Linked DNA regions of Zea mays: region 2 is linked to region 1. A link is a contact called in public Hi-C data. All regions are on one chromosome and are shown on one strand. Each heading gives the region's core, a stretch centred on a gene start, on an enhancer-like site or on the middle of the called end of the contact. The rest is flanking DNA. Distances are from core to core; before and after follow the strand shown. Region 1 holds the start of LOC103634435. Region 2 holds the start of LOC100382023.

Region 1 (5,503 bases), core at 937-3,436:
GTTTAACCATGTGTTCCCCAGTACAGTTATATCAACGTCGCCATCGGGGAGATACGTCCTCAGAGGCACTGATCCAAACGCAAAGACCTGGGGATCATATGATGTTACAGAAACAGCAGTTCAAAATAAAGGAGATCATTTTTGTTTCAGTAAATAAAATGTGTGTGCTGAAGTTTAAAAGAAAGGAGATAAGGTGCTGCGAACTGATAAGAAAATACACTGAGAAAATGTGCTTTGCACTACACTAACATCAGCAAACCAACGAGGAAATGTGGATGTAGCCAACACGGTGCCTTTTTTAATTGCAGACAAAGTTTCAGCAGTTCGGCGAACGACACTGAAGAAACGGCGGGAGCATAGGAGGACAAGGCGCGTGAAGTTCGAATTCGGCATCCATACACACGCGTTCATGGGCCGGAGTGGGCCGAATGAGCTTGGGCTGCGTCCCATAAATACGTTGAGATTGTAATAACCGGATAACAAGAATTTGGAGAAGAAATATAATACTCGCCGTCTTCCTGCCTCTTCTTCCTGTTCCCAACTCTATCTGCTTTCCCCTTCTCCACGGCCCTACTCAAACCTTAACACAAAGCAAAAGTTTCCAGATCTCATGCGTGCACCACAGTTGAACGCAGTACGGTGGCAGGAAGTGCGGAAGGAACCTACGTCTACGTGTACGCTGATCGCTCCTGCTCTGTGGCATCTATCCGTATCTCAAATATTGTTGCCTTGTTAGTCTGTGGCCACAGCAAGCCGAGGAGGTTGACATGAAAGCGTGGTCACCAGATTTCATCAGTAAATATAAATAGGATATGCTCGCTGCATTAGCCTAAAAATGGTCAGGCCCGGGCATGCACGCTCGTCTATAAGCTATAGGCATGCATGCCCTCTGCCGTGGCATGTAGCTAGAGCAGGCGGACACATTTGAGCTGCCTGAACAGTGGTAGCAGCAGTTGTCGAATGCAGCGGCAGCGGCCAGCGAACCAACAAGACTACAGGAGAGCATTGCAGAGGCACACGCAAATACTACGCGCATGAAGAGAACAGCCATGTACGGAGAAAAAAAATAGCCATGGGCCCATGCCCATGGCACGTGTGTGTCTTTTTCGCAAGAAAGAAAGGACGCGGAGAAAGCTACGGGCTACATATCCCCTGCGGGCTGCGGCGACAGCGACCACATAGTCCACGTCACGTCACTAGCGACAGGGTCTAAACCATCATGCGACAGTGTCAACGGCAAATCAGTAAAATAGGACGACAGTACAGGATTATATGATACGTCGTACTTATATGTTATAATAACAAGCATAAAAAATATTATGTTAATTAATGAGAAAATATTTTGTATCTCTATAATAATGATGATGATCTAGTCTAATTACACACATGAACATCGACGACGACGAGCATGAGCCTAGGCCTACTAGGACCCACCACTCCACCAGGTCCTAGACGACGAGACGAGAGCGACGGCGTGCAGTGCAGTACGCGGCGATGCGATTGGGATCGGGGTTGCGGGTACGCAGCGCGGGCCAGCCAGCGGCACGAGGCTTCCGTTCAGCAAGCAGCGCCGCCGCACGAAACGAAACGAAACGGAAAAGCTAAACCCCCCTTCTTCCCTTTCTCTCCCTCCCCTCCCGAAGCTGAAGACGACGACGAGAACCCGGCCGATCGAGGCACCATGCATATATACGGTGGGGGGAATGGAGAGGGATCGGAGCGGGGGCGCACGCACGCACGCACGCAGTGTACCTCGCAGCCGAGGCAGGAGCCGATGAGTCGCCTGAGGTAGGCGATGACGTCCTGGCGGCGGCGCTCCGCCTCCCGGGTGGGGTGGACGCGCAGCACGACCTCGCCGGCGGCCGCCTCCGCGGCGCGCAGCGCGTCCCGCCGGATCGCCGCCGCCGCCGGCGCCCTCCTCGCCATGACCGCCGCCAGCGTTTCGCTCGCGCCGGCGCCGGCGCCGCCCCTCGCCCACGGGAGCGACCGCCCGGAGTCGGCGCAGGGCACGAACCACCCGCCGTCGGCTCCCTGGACGCGGCCGCCCAAGTGCGCCATTGCTGGAGCAAACGGAGGAATCCGATCGGGACGAATGGAAAGTGCCGCGGGCGGAATCGGGAAGATGGGTTTTCGTTCGCCCTGCGACTCTGCGAGGCAGCAAAAGATTTCTGGCGATTCTTCTTTCCCCCCCCCCCCCCCCCCCCCCCCCCCCCCCCCCTCTCCTTCTCCTCTGGGATCGGGTCGGGTCGGGTCCGGTGGGGATCCAGGTGGCGTTGGTTTGGTATCTTCGGCTGCGGGCTGCTGCTGCTCTGACAAGGTGTGGAAGTGGTTTCGTTCTCGCTACCTACCTAGTACTACCTGGGTCTCTCTGCACTCGCCTGCCGCTGCTTATATATATACAGAGAAGGGATAGAGGCTTCGCTACCTGTAGATAGATAGAATAGATTGATTAATTCTGCCTTTTCTTCTTTAAAATAATATTATATATACGATTTGTGGGGTCTAATTATATATGGACAAAAAGAAAAAAGAAAAAGGAAGGAGATGTGGAGGATGAGTGCTAAAACAGGGGGCTGGGGGATATTTAAAATCGATAAGGACATCCAGGTCATGTATGCGTCATTGGGGGTTCTCCGATCCGTCGCTAAAGTGACTGCGTATGTAGAGTTTGTAGACACATCTCCGCTCTGTTGTTTACAAAAGTCAAGTTAAACGTGTTAACTGTCGACGAGAGCGTACGTGCTTGTGCACCGACAAATGGATGCCAAAATCTTTGTTTGTCTTTGACAAGTGTCGGGCACGTACGTACGTATTTTGATTAATTTCCACAAACGGCATAACATGTCCTTCCTACCTAGCTAGAAAGCGGATGAGGAATCGGCCCATTCGACCGTACCGATCGTTGAGTACAATTTTACTAGCAGTACAAGGGGAAAAAATTCCATCTCGCATCCATGAGGTTTACTAATATATCGCACATACTAATGCTAATCTCGAAGAGAATGGTGGCTGCACGAGGGAAGGGGTTGACAGCGACGGCGCGAGTGAGGGGAGAGAACGACAGAATCGTGGTTAGAGGTAGAGGGATGAGTGACAAGAATTAATTCACATAATATTGTTCATTGACTTGAGTGAGTAAGAGAGGTATCCATCGATCTGAACCGTTGGTTTTGATGATGTGTTAAGTCAGTGTGCAATTTATTTGATGGATTATTTAGTGAATGTTATGAATGTGGGTTGATTTGATTTAATGGGTTCTGTAAATTTTATGTGTTGTACTACCTCCATCTTTTTATATTTGACGTTAAACAGCACAAAAATGAAAACATCAAATAAAAAAATATGGAGGGAGTATTATATACTGCCATAGTGGTATAGATATAGATGAACACACACCAAAAAAATTGGGTGCCTTAATATTAGGGAAACTGACGAGGTGCAGTCAGAGGCCACTGCTATAATATACAGCACAGAGATCTCCGTCTTCTAAAGAAGAATGGAATATAATCACATCATTCATTTCCTGCTAGTACGTACATCATCAGAGAATCCAGAGGCACATTGATTATTTTCTTCAAATACAATATAGATAGACGATGCAAGCAAAGGAGGCAAGGTAAATAGGAGTATACTCCCATTAATTGTTTCATTTCAGTAACATTTTTATACAATTGTCTATATATAATGATTAATTTCTCGAAAACCACGAATTCCATTTCTTCCGTAGAACGGGAGGGCAGTACGTATACGTTTATTACCACCTCTCTTGCATATATTGCTTGTGTCCATGTATATTTATTTCTCTCTCTGGCCAAGTATATACTCACTCCGTTCCAAATTATAATTCGTTTGACTTTTTTGGACCAAGTTTGACCGTTCCGTGTTATTCGATTTTTTTTTTTGCAAAAAACTGGAAAATTCAAAGCCAAAACTAAAGTATATTATATGCTAAAAAATAATATAGTAAAAATTTATAATAATTGTGACCTTTTTTTTAATAACGTGAGTCGGTCAAATTTAGATTAAAAAGGTCAAAAGAATTATAAATTGGAACGGAGGAACTATATGGCAGTAGAGATGGAGAACACGTATACTTGGTATATTGTTATTGTTCTCTTAACCATTGTTTTTTTTCCGGATGACTCTTTTTTTTAAGCAGTAGTTGATGGGGGAGCAACATGCATATTTGAAGTGATGCAAATCTTGACTGCCTTTAATTCAATGCCTCTTGGCTGCAGAGAAAGCCTTCTGGATACATCTATATATATATATATATATATATATATATATATATATATATATATATATATATATATATATATATATATATATATATATATATATATAGAGGAAGACCTGCTAGCTGTATATTTTGGATCTAGCTGATAATATGCTACTGGTTACTGGTATTTTTGGCTAAAATAAATAACAAAAATACAGTTTGATGATGACATAACCATAGCCATAGTGAACCACCGGCCGTTCGAATTCGATGCAAAGGAGATGACCATATCTTTAGGCTAGCCTAGCCATGTCTTAAGGGCGCAAAGATAATATTATTAATATCTAGAACGGCTTTAATTTTTTTTTTCGCGGCGCGGCACAGTTGCATCATTGTTTTCCGTCCTGTTCTTCTATTCAAAATAGCCAATTTTGACAGGTCAGCACCCAGGTGGGCCCGCTTTGAATTTCACGAAAATTGTATGCATGCAGGAGACGTAAGAATTTCCCGTGTTCAAAAGCGATGATGTCGTCTGCGAATATTTCGTCAGGGGTGTAAATCAGTAAATGTAATATTGAGCTAATGTAGGTTCTTTGCAGTAATAGCATATAAACTGACATAGTTACTCACTCAGTCCACAAATGTTTGTCGCTATGGTATTCGTGACAGTCAAACTTTCTTAAATTTGCCTAAATTTATAGAATATATTATATGTATCTTCGAATAGTTTTACTTAGGACCTGTTTGGAAATAAAGTTTTTGAAAACTACAATTTTAGAATACTACAGTTTTGAAATGTCAAGATATACCCACATTTTTTTACCACAACATTGAAAACTTTGGTCTGGGGCTAAGTCAGCGCCGGTCTGAGCTAATGTAGGTTCTTTGCAGTAATAGCATATAAACTGACATAGTTACTCACTCAGTCCACAAATGTTTGTCGCTATGGTATTCGTGACAGTCAAACTTTCTTAAATTTGCCTAAATTTATAGAATATATTATATGTATCTTCGAATAGTTTTACTTAGGACCTGTTTGGAAATAAAGTTTTTGAAAACTACAATTTTAGAATACTACAGTTTTGAAATGTCAAGATATACCCACATTTTTTTACCACAACATTGAAAACTTTGGTCTGGGGCTAAGTCAGCGCCGGTCTTGACATTTTAGAGGTCCGGAACAAGACTTATAATGGAGGCCCTTGATAATATTAATTATTACACATAGTTATAGTGCATATATATATATTGTTAATAAATATTTATGTATATTTGAAAACG
Region 2 (5,503 bases), core at 2,003-4,502, 140 kb after region 1:
TTTCCTCTTGCATCTTGAATTGTCAAGGGGCGTCCTTCTGGTTGAGAAATTGGGGGAAAATATGCCTACACAGAGAACCTTGTTAACTCAGGATGACAGAAACAATAGGGAAAATAATGCATACAGAAACGCTTCCTGCACTAGCAATAAATTTCGTGAACAGAAGCAGTAGACCACAACAGTGAAAAGATGCACATTGACTAATTATTCACACGAGACTATGAGAGTATCAATGGACATATAGGAACTCGAATAAGATCATTGCAGTACTACCATAGATATGATAGTTCACCATTAGGATGCATTTAGGCTGAAGAGTAACTGCAAGACATTACATAGATCAGTTTTTCCATGTCAACATACGAAGGAGAATAGAATTGGTGTAATTGGATGAATGTATTGCATTGAGCCCTTTAGACAGTTTATATAGCATGACTTAGAAGATCAGACAACCCACGAATACATATGTCATACTATGAGACACAACATCTAAACTATCAAATATTAACACATATGGCAGTCTACGATACACAATATCTAAACTACCAAATATACTCTAACAGTATACACGATGTACACGATGACGATCTCCTTCATATATGGTTCCTCATACATGGATGGTATATATGTAGACTCTGATCCAGGATAATAACATGTTTATTTTTGTAAAATCTGGACAGGAGGAAAGTCAAATGCTTTTGATGTTCCTTCCAAATAACTTTTGGAAGACAAATCAGGCAATCGGCAATATACAATAAAAAAAAACATGTTTAAATTATGAAAAGGAAGCCAAACAGATGTTAAAGTTACCTCGGCACAAGCTTTTGGAAGAACAAGGCGCCCTATGCGGCCTGCATCACTCGCACTCAGGACCTTCTCGAACAATGGAACGATTGTGGAATTTGAACTTGCAAAATATAGTCAAGGAAGATAAAAGAAAAACTATATCTGTTACACAAGAAATTTATGCATCATATTATAAGGGTTTAAGCCTAATGAGCTATTCTAGAGCCTTGATGTATAAGTTACTAAATGTCTGAGATCAATGTCACCAGGAAGTTCACAGTTTCAAATGTATGGAGACCTTATCAAGGATACTCTCCAGATATTTGTTGCAGCTCTTGGTCTGTTATTCTTGGCCAATACCGAGGAAGTAATTGATTGCGGCCCCTTCCTTCAGCAGGTGGCCTAGCAACACGAAGATGCGGAAACATGTCTCTAGTTGGATCAAAAGCTGCACCCTCACCAACCCTTGGTGGTCTGGTCAGGAAATGCCGAGCCCTTTGTGCGTGCTGAAAGGGGGACAGTGCAGTGGTAAGTTCTCTTCCTTCAGCAATGGCTGTCGTTGGCGATAGCATAGGTCTTTCCGCTGTTGAAGTAGCCTCCATCCTGTTTCCATTGTTTGCAATACCTAGGTTCATGCTCAGACATGCCTCTGGAAACGATTCACTTGTTGTGCTATCTGTAGTTGGATCCTTATTGTCATCTCTTCGAGTACACTGAGGTGACTCTAATGCACTTTGAGACCTAGTTAGTAAAGGTCTTCCCATGTCCCCAATATTAAGGGTTGGTTGTTCCCATTTAATCTGCCTTGGACCATTCTCTATCTCTTTTTGTCTCAAGATGTTACTGCTCTGTCCAGCCTCTATGCCGCTTACCATGAACAGGTGACTACTCTTATTTACAATAGCAATATCATCATTTCTGGAATCCAACATAAGAGAGGGTGGTTGTTCAAATTTTCTGCTTGACAATAACTCGTCGCTTTTACCAAAAAACAGCAGATTGTTTGGACATGGAAAGAGCTTTGGAACCACTTGTCCAGAAGCCTGTAAAAAAATATAATCAGAATATTTGAAATGTAAAGGTGAATAATGTGACAAAAAAGGGACTTACAGACTGAGCTGCTGAATTTTTCATGCAAGTGACACATTGAATTCCTCCACTGTCAAGTAGATCATAAGAGTTCTTTGAAGCAACACATCCACAATGGAGGCGCTGAAACAGTAGAGTTTCATAAGAACACTGTGGCATCACAAGAATTTGCAGAATCGATTCCTCTGCAGTCGACCGCATGAGTGACAAAGTCACCACGGGCTCAGACTACACTCAACTGCAGAGGATCTCATAGCAGAATTTGCAGGCTTGAGTCGCCACCTCACCTTGCCACAAAATGAGCAGTCTCTCCATCCTGATTCCTTTTGGTGAAATATATCACAAAACACGAACTGTTCATATGCCAACCTAGGTGCACCAGAAACCACACAATATAAATTACGGGCCAATCTAGTAGGAATTAAACAACAAGGCTTTACTGAGAGAGAGAAGGATGAAGCAAAGCAGCAACGATGAACCGGATCCTTGGGCTACTGACGGAATTGTCGATTGCAGCTCGAGGGCCGTGAACCAACAACTGGCACCAAATCGCTCGGTCAGAATTCCACGACCCACCCAGACACTCCAGCAAACGAGGCAGAGTCAACGCAGCTTTCCGGAGTACGGCACGTTTTCCGAATTTCCGCATAAATCCGCTTGTAGTATGTTGTTGGGTTTCGGCGTTTCGCTAGGGAATCCACGGCGACGAATGATGCGCAAATCGCCGCGCCTTTATTAGCAGGTAGCCAGGTAGGTACTCGTACGAAATCACGTCCTCTTTTCCTCTGTATATATTGTCTAAAAAAAAGGAAGTGGAAAGGAGGGGGGAGGGCAAAGCATCGAGACGCAAAAGGGGATGAGAAGCCGAACGGCATGAAGCGATCCATCCATCCAATCGAGGTGCCCCCCCATTCGGGAGTCTAGCCGCAGGAGGCGCCGACGGCGCATAGGAGTCGGATAAGCAGCAGAGTGGGCAGGGAGGAGGAGGAAGGCCGTACCCACACTTGTCGCAGAGCAGGGCGAAGCCTCCGGATCGCAGCGGCCAGCCCTTCCTCCAGTCCCCTCCCGCCCCGACCACCACAGATGACGCCGGCAGCGCGCCGCAGGCCGGGTTCATGCACCTCTTGGCCGCCGCCGCCGCCGCGCCGGCGCCCGCCATAGCCATGGGTGACCGGCGAGCGCAGCCACTCCGCCGGTCAGAAGAGGTCGGCTGAGCGCATCACCCACGGAGAGAGAGAGCGAGAGCGAGAGAGAGTGAGAGGGAGACGGGCCGAGACGCTAGAGGAGGCGGTGGGGGAGGCGTAGCTTTCCGGTGGACGTGGAGGGGACAACGAACGCGCGCACCCACAGGCACAGCCGCGGGGCGGTCGCTGGTGGCGATTGGTGCATGCGGATGCGGGTGCGGTGCGGGGAAGACAAGGAATGGAAAACGAGACGGGAGGCAGGGGTGGTTGTACTAGTAGTATAGTAGTAGTAAAACAAACAGAACAGCAACAGCCCATCCTCCTCTCCTCTCGTCGCAGGCGCGCAGCATAGAGATAGAGTAGTGCTCACTCACTCTCTTGCAGGACAGGAGAGTTGCAGGTGGACGAAATTTTTTATATATTTCTTCTGGGAAAAAAAGGGACAGGAAAGCAAGCAAAGTGATGGGCACTTTCGGGGTGCTGCTTGGAGGCTGGAGCCATGGCAAGCACGACATGCTCTGGTCTGCTGCCTTTTTGTATTTCTTGCTGCCGGGGGAACCAGCGTGCGTTGCCTGTGTTGCTCTCTTTCCCGTCCACGACGACGATGGCAGGGATGGCTGTTGCCGCCAGGCGTGCAGCGTGCCTTGCCTGCCTGCCTTGTTTGTTTCATGCACCATCGTCGTCACATATTACGACGCTCTGATGGGTCATGGAGCAAAAAGGAAAAAAAGAAACCCGTGGGCGCCGCGCCATTGACGTCCGTGCCAATCGACGTGCATGCAGTTGTGGTGTGCCGCCGGCAGAACGCGCAGGCAAGAAGCAAGACACGTGGTTACTGTAGGGGGCACGAGACACTTCAATGCCGGGCGGGCGATCCGGCGGGCTCGCCTCCGCACGCACCGTGTAGTAACGTAACGTCGCCTTCAGCTGCTGCTGCTGCTGCTGCAGCTAGTACTCTAGTGACAGGTGGGAACCTGAGCCGGCCGACCGCGCTGGCGTGGCGCCCCGGCCTCCGCTCACAAGTCACAACACGCGCCAACGACGTGAACTCGTCACTTGTAGCCTCCGCTCCGCCTCGGCGCGCGGCAGGGAGGCAATCCGATAACTTTCCAGTCCAGACGGTGGTGGTGACGGTTGCCACGACGACGACGACGACGTCGATGGACGACGAGGCGAGGCGCGTCCGCGTCGCGGGCGGACTCGGCGTGACCGTGAAGCTGCCAGGGCCAGAGCATGCGTATGCATGCGTTGTCCGCTGCCGTCACCCGCCCGGCGCTCCACAGACAGACAGCTTCCATGCCGGGCGCACGCCTTGCCCTTGTGTCGTTGAGAAGAAGTATCCCTGCCCCGTCGTGGACACCTTGTCTCTGCCTAATCTCAACCGAGGGAATATTTCCATCAACGTGGACATCAGTACTCCAGTCTCAACTCTCAAGAATGGTTGGTTGGGCCCAGCCCAGGTCCGCCACTATCGGCCCAGAATGGCCTTTCCCTGCGACTCTGCCAATGGTTTTTTTTTCTTCTCATTTTTTACAGTTTTATAGATATATATACTATTTCTAAATATAATATAATACATTCAAAAAAACTAAGTCATGCTAATCGTTCTAGCGTGGCTAAATTAAACTCTCACGGTTAGCCTGCCAATTAGGGCTGCACAAAATCTTAGCTTGACGGACCGACTCAGGCCTGTCAATTCAGGTAAATGGACTTTTACCTCAGAGTTATCATCATTGGCCTCGAGGTTACACGTCTCGACGCTAATATATTAGTCGTGCTCACAGTCATAAGCGACTCAAACACTACACATGAGCCCCCACCATAAGTAAGCTCATGCACATTATTTCCTATATGTGTTGTGCGATGATCGTATTAGAGCTCACCCTTTCTATAACAACACCAGGTGAAGAGCAGGTATCATCAGAGGAGGACTACTACAATGAGTTCTACGAGATCTAGGCGTCGTCTCCCAGTCAACTATGGTGTCATGGAGATAGATATCTTAGCTCGATTTATTTACTATCAGTTATTTTATAAGACATTCTCATTATGTAATAAAGTTATGACATCCGTCTCTATACAATAAGTCATTGTATGTGTGGATCTTGTTTCTGCCGCACATATGAGATGCATCCAGATTTGCCCTTAAATTTAGATGTGACACCGTACATCCGGTGTGTCCATCAAACGACATTAGAAAGGATCAAGGGCATATTTCGCTATGTTGAAAGAAGCAAGGACCTAGGCTTACTTTATAGGGAAAACCAAGAGTTGAACTTGATTGGCTATGCATATGTAGGATACTTGTTTGATCTGTATTCATGCAAGTCATAAATTGGGTATATATATTTTTATGGTGGAACTACTATATCATGGAAGTCGTTCAAATAGACTTTGGTCTCAACTTCGACAAACCAATCTGAAATTATTACACTATATGAAGC

Evidence for each region. A called contact is a pair of places that touch in the nucleus more often than the background predicts.
Region 2: a contact with region 1 is called in a Hi-C map of leaf, with 2.9 times the contacts expected there. The contact joins the promoter of LOC100382023 here to the promoter of LOC103634435 in region 1. A contact is called at or near these places in 3 of 25 Hi-C or Micro-C datasets (leaf, leaf mesophyll and tassel).

The regions. Positions count from the first base shown.
Region 1 is chr7:182,079,630-182,085,132 of Zm-B73-REFERENCE-NAM-5.0, forward strand. It overlaps LOC103634435, which reads right to left and starts at 2,187. Exons shown (of 9, transcript XM_008655958.2): 1 at 1,753-2,187; 2 at 1-87. The coding sequence starts at 2,058.
Region 2 is chr7:182,220,751-182,226,253 of Zm-B73-REFERENCE-NAM-5.0, forward strand. LOC100382023 reads right to left here and starts at 3,253. Exons shown (of 13, transcript NR_159436.1): 1 at 2,874-3,253; 2 at 2,163-2,244; 3 at 1,897-1,998; 4 at 1,099-1,829; 5 at 811-907; 6 at 1-65.